2 separate regions of the Zea mays genome follow, and region 2 is linked to region 1. The links are chromatin contacts, called in public Hi-C maps. All regions are on one chromosome and are shown on one strand. The core of a region is the stretch at or near the end of the contact, and the rest is flanking DNA. Distances in the headings are between cores, read along the strand shown.

Region 1 (5,237 bases), core at 1,007-3,506:
ATTAATGTTTTGTAATTTAAATTATTAGATATATTATTAAAGTTGTTTCATTATAAATTTATTTTAAGATATAGATATTACTAATATATTTTTGTAAATTAGTTAAATTCAAACAGTCAGGGCTAGTTTGAGAGTCCAAAAATCGGAGGGGATTAGAGAGGTTAAAATTCTCTTCTTATTTAAAATTAAATAAGGAGGTGATATTAGGCCCTCTAATTCCTCCAGTTTTGGGTCTCCCAAAGTACCCTGATTGTGGGAGAGAGAGAGAGTACACGGGTGCATCAGCGTAAAGTGAAACAGTAATTCAAGTGAACGTGAGAGGTGGTACTTGTTTGTACGTCTAGTTCCCTACCAGTGATGACACTAGACAAAAGGTACGTATAGGCCACGGCACTAGAGGCTGGACCGCTAGAGCCTGCAGAGAAAGCGAAACCATTGTGAGAAAAGTCAGAAACAAAAGAAAGGATTCAGCAGAGGAAGCCCGCCGGAGCCATATTTATTACGTACGTACGCGCGTAGAGCAGAGGAGACCTGAAGAAAAGGCGGCCATGATTTTAGTTTGCGTTTCGCCGGCACCGGCCGGGCCGGTAGGGAGGAGCGTCGGAGAGACATGATGCCGGGCCTAGGCGCGGGAGCGGCCGGGCACAATTCCGGCCGTAGCCCGACGAGACAGGCAAGGCGCAGAGCACGGCCGCGTCGCCGTCCATCCGTCATCAGTCGTATCGAACGTCCATCGCTGCTGCAGCGCCATGCTTTGCAGGCTGGGCCGCTGCGGAGCGCGCGCGACAGCGAGTGTCCTGCCTCGCTCGCGGCAAGCGCCGGGCGTCCTTGCCGTGCCTCCCGTTCCTTGTGCCTTCGGTGGCCGCGCACCGTGCTCGGCGGCCGGCGCCACCGCGAGCTCGAAACGTGGCGTCGTGGCAGGCGGATGCATCGGAATTGGCTTCGAGGAGGCGCTGGCGCTGGAGCGGCAGTGGCTAGTGGCCACTGGCCACGCCCCCACCCCACTGCGGCACTGCCCCAGCCCAGTCCGACCCACTCGCCATTTGGCAAAGGCACACTCAGCCCCCACCCACCAGCCACCATGCCGTAAAAAAAGTTATTCGTATCGGCTCATACGTGCTAACTGCCATAACGCCAAGTCAGAATGGCGGATAAACTAGTTTGATAACCATATTTTTTTCTAACGAGACGTTTAGATCTTTTTATTTTAGAGGAATTGAAATTTCACTTAATAAAGTAACCTATTTAGCTTGAGATTTCATATTCCATTATTTTCAAAATTCTGATATAAACTTATCTCAAATTTGTGGGTAGAGGATGAGAAATGATTTTATGTATTACTAGAATTTGTTTCTACTCTGTAACTTGCAAGATGATCTTCGACTCACTTCTTTATAGTAAAAATAAAGCAAATAAACATCTCCTACATCTTGCTAATAATAGTATATTGATATATTTTGCATAAAATTGAATTAGTTTAATTGATATATGTCTAAATTACTATTATTATAATGGAATTCAATTCCAATGATCCAAACAAGACGTAAAAGATTTCTATTTTATCAAGAAAAATTAATTTATTTTTCATTGTGAAAATATTAATCACTTAGAAAAATGGAGTTATCAAACTAGCTCCAAATGTTATCTATTGCATGAATACTTAAGTTGTATTGTATTCGTGGACGCTGACACCTTCCTGGCTCATAACCATAACCAGCAGCAAATATATACGGATATACAATGAAGAAATATTAAACATTAGTGAAAAATAAGTCTGTTAGAGAAACTCCAAAAGAAGATGTAAATTTATGTCAAAACTGATTTTTGTTACTCCAACAGCCCTCTTATCCTTCTCAAAAAAAAACCGCATCCTAGTACAGTTCTATACCCATCAATAACGAAGCAATAAATCACCATGGTACAATTCTTACCTAAGATGATTTATTAGGTAAATGTCTATTTCTTTTAGAGGTAGGTGTCTATACCCATCAATAACGAGACGTATATCAATCACTTTTTAAATCTCAGGGTTTCTTGGTACAGTTCTATACTCATTGTCTATTATTAATTGCTGATCAAGTGCTGCTAGATAGATGTTTCAGGCCTCCAACACGGTATGTCTAAAGACGATTTCTAATCAGCCCATGGGCCGTGAGGGAAAAAATAACCCTAGCAGCCCAAGAAGACCACCAAAGCAGACGGCAAGTACCCTGTAGCACCCCCACCCCTCCGCCTCCAAACATGTTCTTCTTCCGCTACAAGATAGCAACACAGGCGAGGATCCCAAGACCCGAGCCGTGTAGGCTGCTGCAGTCTCTTCCTCCCCGGCAAGCCGCGGCGGTCGTTGCCCCGGCCCCTCATATAATATAGTCGCCGCCTCCTTGTCACCGCCGATTCGATTAGGTTGATACAGGGAGGAGTCGCGAGGGGACGTAGATGCCGACGCTGACAAAGCTGTACAGCATGAAGGAGGCTGCCCTCCACAACACGCCCGACGACTGCTGGGTCGTCGTCGACGGCAAGGTAGCGCCAGCCGCCACTGTATCCCTTCCTCATCCGCCCTTGCTGTAGATAGGTATGTAGGTGCGCTGTATGCAGCGGTAGGTAGAGATGTAAACCCGTGGGGAGGGAGGGAGGGAGGGCATACTGTTCGAAGTTCCGATGCTATTTCTCTCGCAACGTGTTCGATGGAATGTCTGGGAGGCCTTTGCTATCATGTGCGGCTTGTTGTGCATCTGATCTTGCCAATACTAGCGGCATTCTGGTGGCGAGGTTTGGCCGTTTGGGAGATTGGGATGGCGTGGTAAACTAGCTATGGTTGATCGTGCTGCTGTCTCAGAATTTCCTCTGGTTTCTCACTAATTGCCAGCGCAGTTGCATCAATTGAAGCATCATTTCAAGTAGAGTTGAGATATGGTGCACTGAACTTATCGCTACATAAACTGATTGTCTGCTGGTACATGCGATGCAGATTTATGATGTGACCAAGTATTTGGAGGACCATCCTGGGGGCGCCGATGTTCTGCTCGAAGCAACCGGTGCTGCTTCCCTGGTTCACTTTTCCTGCACTTATTATCCATGTGGTATTAGTTTCTGTATTATGGTTTGTTTGACTCGGTGTCATTCTGTCTGAAGGTAAGGATGCTACAGAAGAATTTGACGATGCAGGGCACAGCAAGAGTGCCAAGGAGCTAATGCAGGACTACTTCGTTGGGGAGTTGGACTCGGACCCAACTCCTGAGATTCCTGAGATGGAGGTTTTCAGAAAGGAACAGGACACGGGATTTGCCAGGAAGCTTATGGACGACGTGGTGCAATATTGGTCGATCCCAGCCGCTGTAATTGGGATATCAGCTGTTGTTGCCATATTGTATGCGCGAAGGAAGTGAAAGCCGATGTGCATGTGCCGAGCTTGGGCAGATGACCCCTTTTAGAGGGATCAGCCCATGGTGCATGGATATATCATATATCATATCTCCTGTCCAGAACCAAATTACATTATGATGTTCGATTCTTAAACACTTAATGGCAAACATTTGCCGGATTGATGGCATTATTTTGTCGACACGACAATCAATTGATGGATTTATTACTCTTGGAACCAACCATCACGCTTGCTGGCGTAAATATGTTCCATGCCACCTTTGATGCTTTTGAACGCCATGGATTGGCATTCAATCTTTAACTTTTATCTCAACTGAATTCGGTGTTATCTGTTGTTTTGTATTATTGAAAAGGTGTGAAGCCTGTCATCACATCTGCCCAATTGTTTCTTCACAACAGTTTATTGCCTTGCCTTGATATAAACTGTCTAAATCTCGAATAAGGTGCAGATAGTTGGGTGGGCAGTAGACTTCAGAAGGTTATATGTAACTTCAACCAGTCCCTCTTTTGATCATTCTATTCTTTGATTGCAAGTATTTCACCATCGCCCGTTAAGCTCTGGAGAAGTCGCATGTATCTTGAGTAAACTAGAAGGGGATGGGATGGCATTGCTTAAAGGAGTTGCAAAAGCCAACATGTGGAAGGTGAAGGCTGAGGCTGATGAGCGTCAAGCTGGGGTTTGCTTTGAACTAACTAGCCAACAAACCAAAAGCTACGGAGCACCCATCAGCCCATGCTTCGACTGCACTACATTTCTTATGGATATATATATACCAGGCCATGGGTGCCATATACCCTGCTCTGACCTCGGACGCTTGAGCAGCAGCACCATGAAGACCTGGTATTTCTCTTCGTGGTGGTTGGTGGATGGTTAGGAACAAACAGTTTGATCCTTCATGCAATCTAAGGTAAGTTGCTTTATTGTAATGTAGTTGCAGTAATGCATATTTCATTGTTGCGGTTCCGTTTTTAGTTTAAATGGAGCAGGTTACTCTGGTTTGACCAATTATCAAATCTGTCTTTCTCTACTTATTTTACTCTCCAGACTAGAGCTTCAGTATCAAATGTAAAAATATGTGATCTAGTTTTATTAAAGGACATATGTTGCGTGCTTCATAAAAATGGTCAGACTATGGCCATGTTTGGTTTCAATTAGTCCTAGGACTAAACTTTAGTCCTAGGACTAAACTTTAGTCCCTACATGTTTGGTTCTAGGGACTAAATAGATTCTAAAGTCATTAAATACATTGTCCAAAGACTCAAATACCCTTAGAATATACTCACAATATTAGTTATCTATAAAAAAGGTAAGGGCAACATGATAATTATGGGCTTTTAGTCTCTTTTAGCACCTATGTGAAGGACTAAAGACTAAATCATTTTAGTCCATATTTTAGTCCTAGTGTTTGGAAAAAAAGGGACTAAATGGGACTAAAAACTAGAGACTAATCTTTAGTCCCTCTAACCAAACACCCCCTATCTCTAACCAAACACCCCCTATGTAGCACCCGTCAGGACATTTTCCAACAAGGCCGTAGCGCACAACAATCAGCAAAACCTCATTTTGTCCTTCTCAGAGGATCACAGTGTTGCTCCGTAAGCTGTTATTATGTGACAACATGCAAAATGGTTGTGCTGTTGCGCGGTTGCGGATACTAGCAATTTATGAGTCCACTACGTCGCGCAAAAAGGAGTTCGTTTCCAGCAGATTGCGCAAAATGATTGTGCATCCGTTCAGCAGGCCTTGGACACAAAAATGGAGGACGTGGCTTGGACTGTGCGCGACCGCGAGAGCTCGAAGATATGCACGTCGATGTGGGGTGTGGTTTTTGTGCGACCGCGTACGCGAGCTG
Region 2 (5,237 bases), core at 1,307-3,806, 180 kb before region 1:
TCATAATAACCAGAAACTTTTAATTTGGTAGACTCTAATCATCGTCACCGATAATAGCAATTGGATCTATATAATAAATTAAATTACCCACCTCTACTGCTGTTATGAGTAATATTTGAGCTTTCACAAACCATCGCCATTGCCACTCTCAGTTTGCGGCCCCGGCTCGGCTCACTCACCATGGTGGTCTCGCCGGTCGAAGTGCTCTCGTCAGACTGTCCGCAGCGGTTTCCTCTAAATTTCTCCCTCTATATCACTTTTTTGCGTCACATCATCAACATTTCATCCCCTATTTTTTCATCTTCCGCAGCGGTTTCCTCTATATTCTCCCCCTATACCCCACTATAACTATAAAATATCATTATCCAATCTTATTCATCATTTATTACCATTTTTTCTTCACCTATTAAAAAAACAACCGTACAAATGCACAGTTGAAGGGGGACGGCGAACTCATGCTCACTGCAGCGTGTTGCTGTTTACATCTGCTGCGTGGGGAACCTTTTAGAGGATGTCGTTGCGGTCGTAGAGGACTTCTGCAGCCGCCAGATTGAGAGGAGGGAGCGGTCTGGCGGACGCCGCTGCACACAGCCTCAGTAATGGCGGCATGGCAACATTCCCAAGACCGGGGGTGGCCTCGTCCTCGTCCACTGCTTTTTCTATCCATATTCTATCTTGTGTTGCTTCCAGCAGCAGCCGTCGTCGTTCAGCACGAATGGGAGAGAGAAAAGAAAAGAAAAGGAGGAGCTGATGTCACGACGCAGAAAGCTCCACGTTTGATCTGACCTCTGACGTCGGAATCGGAACGTCCTGCACTGCACACAATGGAAGGAGCAGCCGGCGGCCAGCGAGCGCTCGGACCGAGGCACCTATCCAGCTGACAAAGACCGGTTCTGGAGGCATGACGCGTCAGCTCGTGCGGCTGCTCTGCTCCGGGGACCGACGGGACCCCCCCCAATGAGATTTTACTAGAGCATAGGATGGAGCGCCGTCGTTTTTCACAAACTTGTTGCACCCAGAAAATGTATGAACTAGTCTCCAAATAATGACTGGGCTCGGACTGCTAATTGACTAAGGGCATGTACAACCCAGATACTGCTGCACAGTACTCCAAGTATAAGATACAACTAAAACACAACATAATACAGTGGTCATGTCTAAAACATGTGTCTTACGATATTTATTGTACCAATCAGAGCATTCAATAAATTAAAGTGACCAATCAGCTAGTCTCCTGTCTCGAACATAGAGCTAAGACACTGTGTCTTCGTCAAGATACGTGTCTTGAGTTTTTTTACATTCACCCCCCTAGACACACTGTAAGACACAACTTAAAACACCCACTGTACATGCCCTAATGATATCGTCATCAAAATGAAAGAAAGGTAGTATGGTTCTTATCTTAAACGGAAGCATTTACGGTACGGGTGAGTTGGGTCGGTATCATGGGGACTGTTGAGAGAGTGAGTGATGATGATTGATGAGTGACACAAAGCAAGGTAGCTAGGCAGTGACAGGAACCCAACCGGAATCTCATCTGGGACTGGGAGGACCGGTAATGGACACCGGGGAGGCGGCCGGCCCGGGCCCTATATGTGTTGACGATTCTCGCTCGGATTCAGCTCCCGCGCGTCGAGCTGGTTATTGGTCATCATGCCTTGCGTTGCGTGTACAAACGGAAGATACCGCGACGCCGACGGCGACGTGGATCCTGTCAGCTGCAAGTAGAAAGCTCGTTCGTTGGGGTGCAATCATGCGTCGTATGGGATTATGTCATGCGTAGTATTTAGTGATACTCTCTCCATTTCTTTTTATTTGTCGTTATATATATATATATATATATATATATATATATATATATATATATATATATATATATATATATATATATATATATCACTAAATACCAAGCGGCAAGCGACACCTAGCTAGGCATTTTAATTTGCATCCACGAAATGTCCGATCCCAATCTCTGCGAGGATAAGAGACCCAGTGACTGCAAGCTAGCCAGCCAAGAGATTCCGAGGCTGCCGTAGGAAATAGGAATCCAGCAAACCACTCACGGTCACGTACGTCTCGGTCAAGGAGAGCCGCTCGCTCACGTCACCAGTCCAACCCCAAGTGTTTCGTTTCAACCAGCAGAGCAGAGCTAGCCCTGGCCAGCAGCGCAAGTGTGGACTCCATGTCCTCGCCAGTCTCACTCGTTGAAAGATAAAAGAAAAAACGGCGTGTCCACCACCAGCTACATCAGAATTATGTCCTACATGCATATATGCTTATGAATTTTGGATCCTTTTCAAGAGAACGAGTGCCCTGAATACGATGGCTGTGATAATAATCGTCCATGGTGGGAGCTTACTTGACGCCTCTTTTCTCCTGATCCATGGATATATAATTTGTTAGGCTAACTCTCTCCCCTCCTGCTAACACTGACAATGGAGTCACAGTTAACCATGCCTAACTTAAATCCTTTTGGGTCCTTTCCGGCTACCTCCTGAACGTACTGCTATATAAACCCCTTCCTGCATTGCAGGGTTTGGCCAAGCACCAGCTAAGCTAGCTAGGTCACATGACATGAGCTAAAGACGACGACACACTAGCATTGCACACACAAGACACACTAACTACATAGCTAAATACACTAGCATACCCCCCCAAAAAAATATGTCCGCGTCACGGTTCCTCCTCGCCGTCCTCGTCGTGGGCAGCGCCGTACTGTGCACCGCCGCCGCTCCCCGCGCGCTCGCGGCGGCCGCCGCCGCGATGGCGTCGCGGCACGAGAAGTGGATGGCGGAGCACGGGCGCGCGTACAAGGATGAGGCCGAGAAGGCGCGGCGGCTGGAGGTGTTCCGGGCCAACGCGGAGCTGATCGACTCGTTCAACGCCGCAGGGACGCACAGCCACCGGCTGGCGACCAACAGGTTCGCCGACCTCACCGTCGAGGAGTTCCGCGCGGCCAGGACCGGGCTCCGGCCGCGCCCGGCGCCGTCCGCGGGCGCCGGCCGGTTCAGGTACGAGAACTTCAGCCTGGCGGACGCGGCGCAGAGCGTGGACTGGCGGGCCATGGGTGCCGTCACCGGCGTCAAGGACCAGGGAGCGTGCGGTACGTACCTACGAACGAGAACGACCATGCAAACACGGAAACACCACCTGCGCACATGCACGATGCATGCATTCTGAATAGTGAACGATCAAAACCTACCGTGCGTGGCCGTGGATACGTCTCCATCTAGCTACCTTTTTTCTGAATGAAGGACCAATTAAGTTAAAAGGTTCCCAGTATTTTTAGGCAATTAATCCAACGTAGCCATGCACAACACGTCAACACACACGCACGCAGGCTGCTGCTGGGCGTTCTCGGCGGTGGCGGCGGTGGAAGGGCTGAACAAGATCCGGACGGGGCGGCTGGTGTCGCTGTCGGAGCAGGAGCTGGTGGACTGTGACGTCAGCGGCGTGGACCAGGGCTGCGACGGCGGCCTCATGGACAACGCCTTCCAGTTCGTCGCGCGCCGCGGCGGGCTGGCCTCGGAGTCGGGCTACCCGTACCAGGGCCGGGACGGGCCCTGCCGCTCGTCCGCCGCCGCCGCGCGGGCCGCGTCCATCCGGGGCCACGAGGACGTGCCGCGCAACAACGAGGCCGCGCTCGCGGCCGCCGTGGCCAACCAGCCCGTGTCCGTGGCCATCAACGGCGAGGACATGGCGTTCCGCTTCTACGACAGCGGCGTGCTGGGCGGGGCCTGCGGCACGGACCTCAACCACGCCATCACGGCCGTCGGGTACGGCACGGCGAACGACGGCACAAGGTACTGGCTGATGAAGAACTCCTGGGGCGCGTCGTGGGGCGAGGGCGGATACGTCCGGATCCGCCGCGGCGTCCGCGGGGAGGGCGTCTGCGGTCTCGCCAAGCTGCCGTCCTACCCCGTCTAGAGCGCCGATCGCGTCCACCAACGTAACCATCGCACAGCATACAGTACGCATGATGCTGTTACGTCATCCAAGACAAGCGTGCTCGTGCATGGCATATATATTTGACTCCTCCATTTTTAAACAAGCGAACGATAAATATTCGAGAATGGAGATAATACTTATTATAAGATTGTATATAGGCCCTGTTTGGGACAACTGCTGCTTGTTGAAAAAGCAGCTTATCTGATAAGCTGGTAAGAAGCAGCTTCTGCTTGTTGGCTGCTTTTAGTTCATTTTGAGAAGCAGCTGAACTGATAAGCTGCTGCAGAAGCTGACTGTTTGGCAGGACTTCAGCTTAAATTTGTGAAGAAGCTGAAAATAAGCTGTGCCAAACAGGGCCATAATCACATGATAGATGGTTATATGTATAGTGATATAGTCGAAATCACGACCCACGCCAAGCACTATGTATTGTACTCCCAGCCATAAGAATGTCGCTGAGGTATTAGTTGGACCTTTACGTGTGATGGTCACGTGTATTGTAATGTACAGATTGCCTTGAATGCAACCAATTTAGTGTAAACAAATACATTCATATTCTAAATGTGTAATATATATATATATATATATATATATATATATATATATATATATATATATATATATATATATATATATATATATATATATATATATATATATATATATATATATATATATATATATATATATATATATATACTCAGAAACCGTGATGTGTATGAATATACGATCGTGTGTACATACACATCATGTTGACGAGCAAAACTGACATTTAATGAGAGCCGCCCATCACTACTTCTGGAATAGGCGAGAGATAAGCCAATAACTACTAGTGTAACAAAACATATTTTCTCTACTAGTTAGATGCCCGTACGTTGCAACGACATATAAAATATTCAACAAAATATTAGTGTTGATAGGTGTGGCTCCAATCCGTCTGCGCAGTCCTTGAATGGATAAGTACTACACCTTTGAGCAGCGAATCCCGGTGGTCGGCAGTGTGGATCGTGCATTGGCCATGGCCAGTTGGCCACCACGAACTGCGTGGTACTTGTCCATTCCAAATCTAAAAGGCAGCATATGATATTTGGCGTCTTTTTTAAACGAAATGAAAACTGCAGTTGCGTGCCAACTGGTCTTCCGATTCGAGCCAAACCTGTCGTCCCTCTTTTCGACTACTACTGCATGTGCCTGCGATCGCTCGCCACGCTGCAGAGCAAACCATTGATGCGTTTGCGACCTCTGCTGGGTGGTTGGCTCGGCTGCTGTATGGCCAGAGCCAGAGCCAG

What was found. A called contact is a pair of places that touch in the nucleus more often than the background predicts.
Region 2: a contact with region 1 is called in a Hi-C map of leaf, with 4 times the contacts expected there. The contact joins the promoter of LOC100284926 here to the promoter of LOC103625878 in region 1. A contact is called at or near these places in 18 of 25 Hi-C or Micro-C datasets (bundle sheath, ear, leaf and 5 more) and 2 of 3 datasets of contacts at active chromatin or transcription factors (leaf and seedling).

What each region holds. Positions count from the first base shown.
Region 1 is chr5:7,367,305-7,372,541 of Zm-B73-REFERENCE-NAM-5.0, reverse strand. LOC103625878 (cytochrome b5) reads left to right here and starts at 2,256. Exons shown (of 3, transcript NM_001301558.2): 1 at 2,256-2,523; 2 at 2,972-3,038; 3 at 3,136-3,605. The coding sequence starts at 2,437. The coding sequence ends at 3,389.
Region 2 is chr5:7,547,402-7,552,638 of Zm-B73-REFERENCE-NAM-5.0, reverse strand. It overlaps LOC100284926 (cysteine protease 1), which reads left to right and starts at 2,556. Exons shown (of 2, transcript NM_001372148.1): 1 at 2,556-3,103; 2 at 3,341-4,467. The coding sequence starts at 2,665. The coding sequence ends at 3,927. It also overlaps a transcript of LOC100279325 not described here.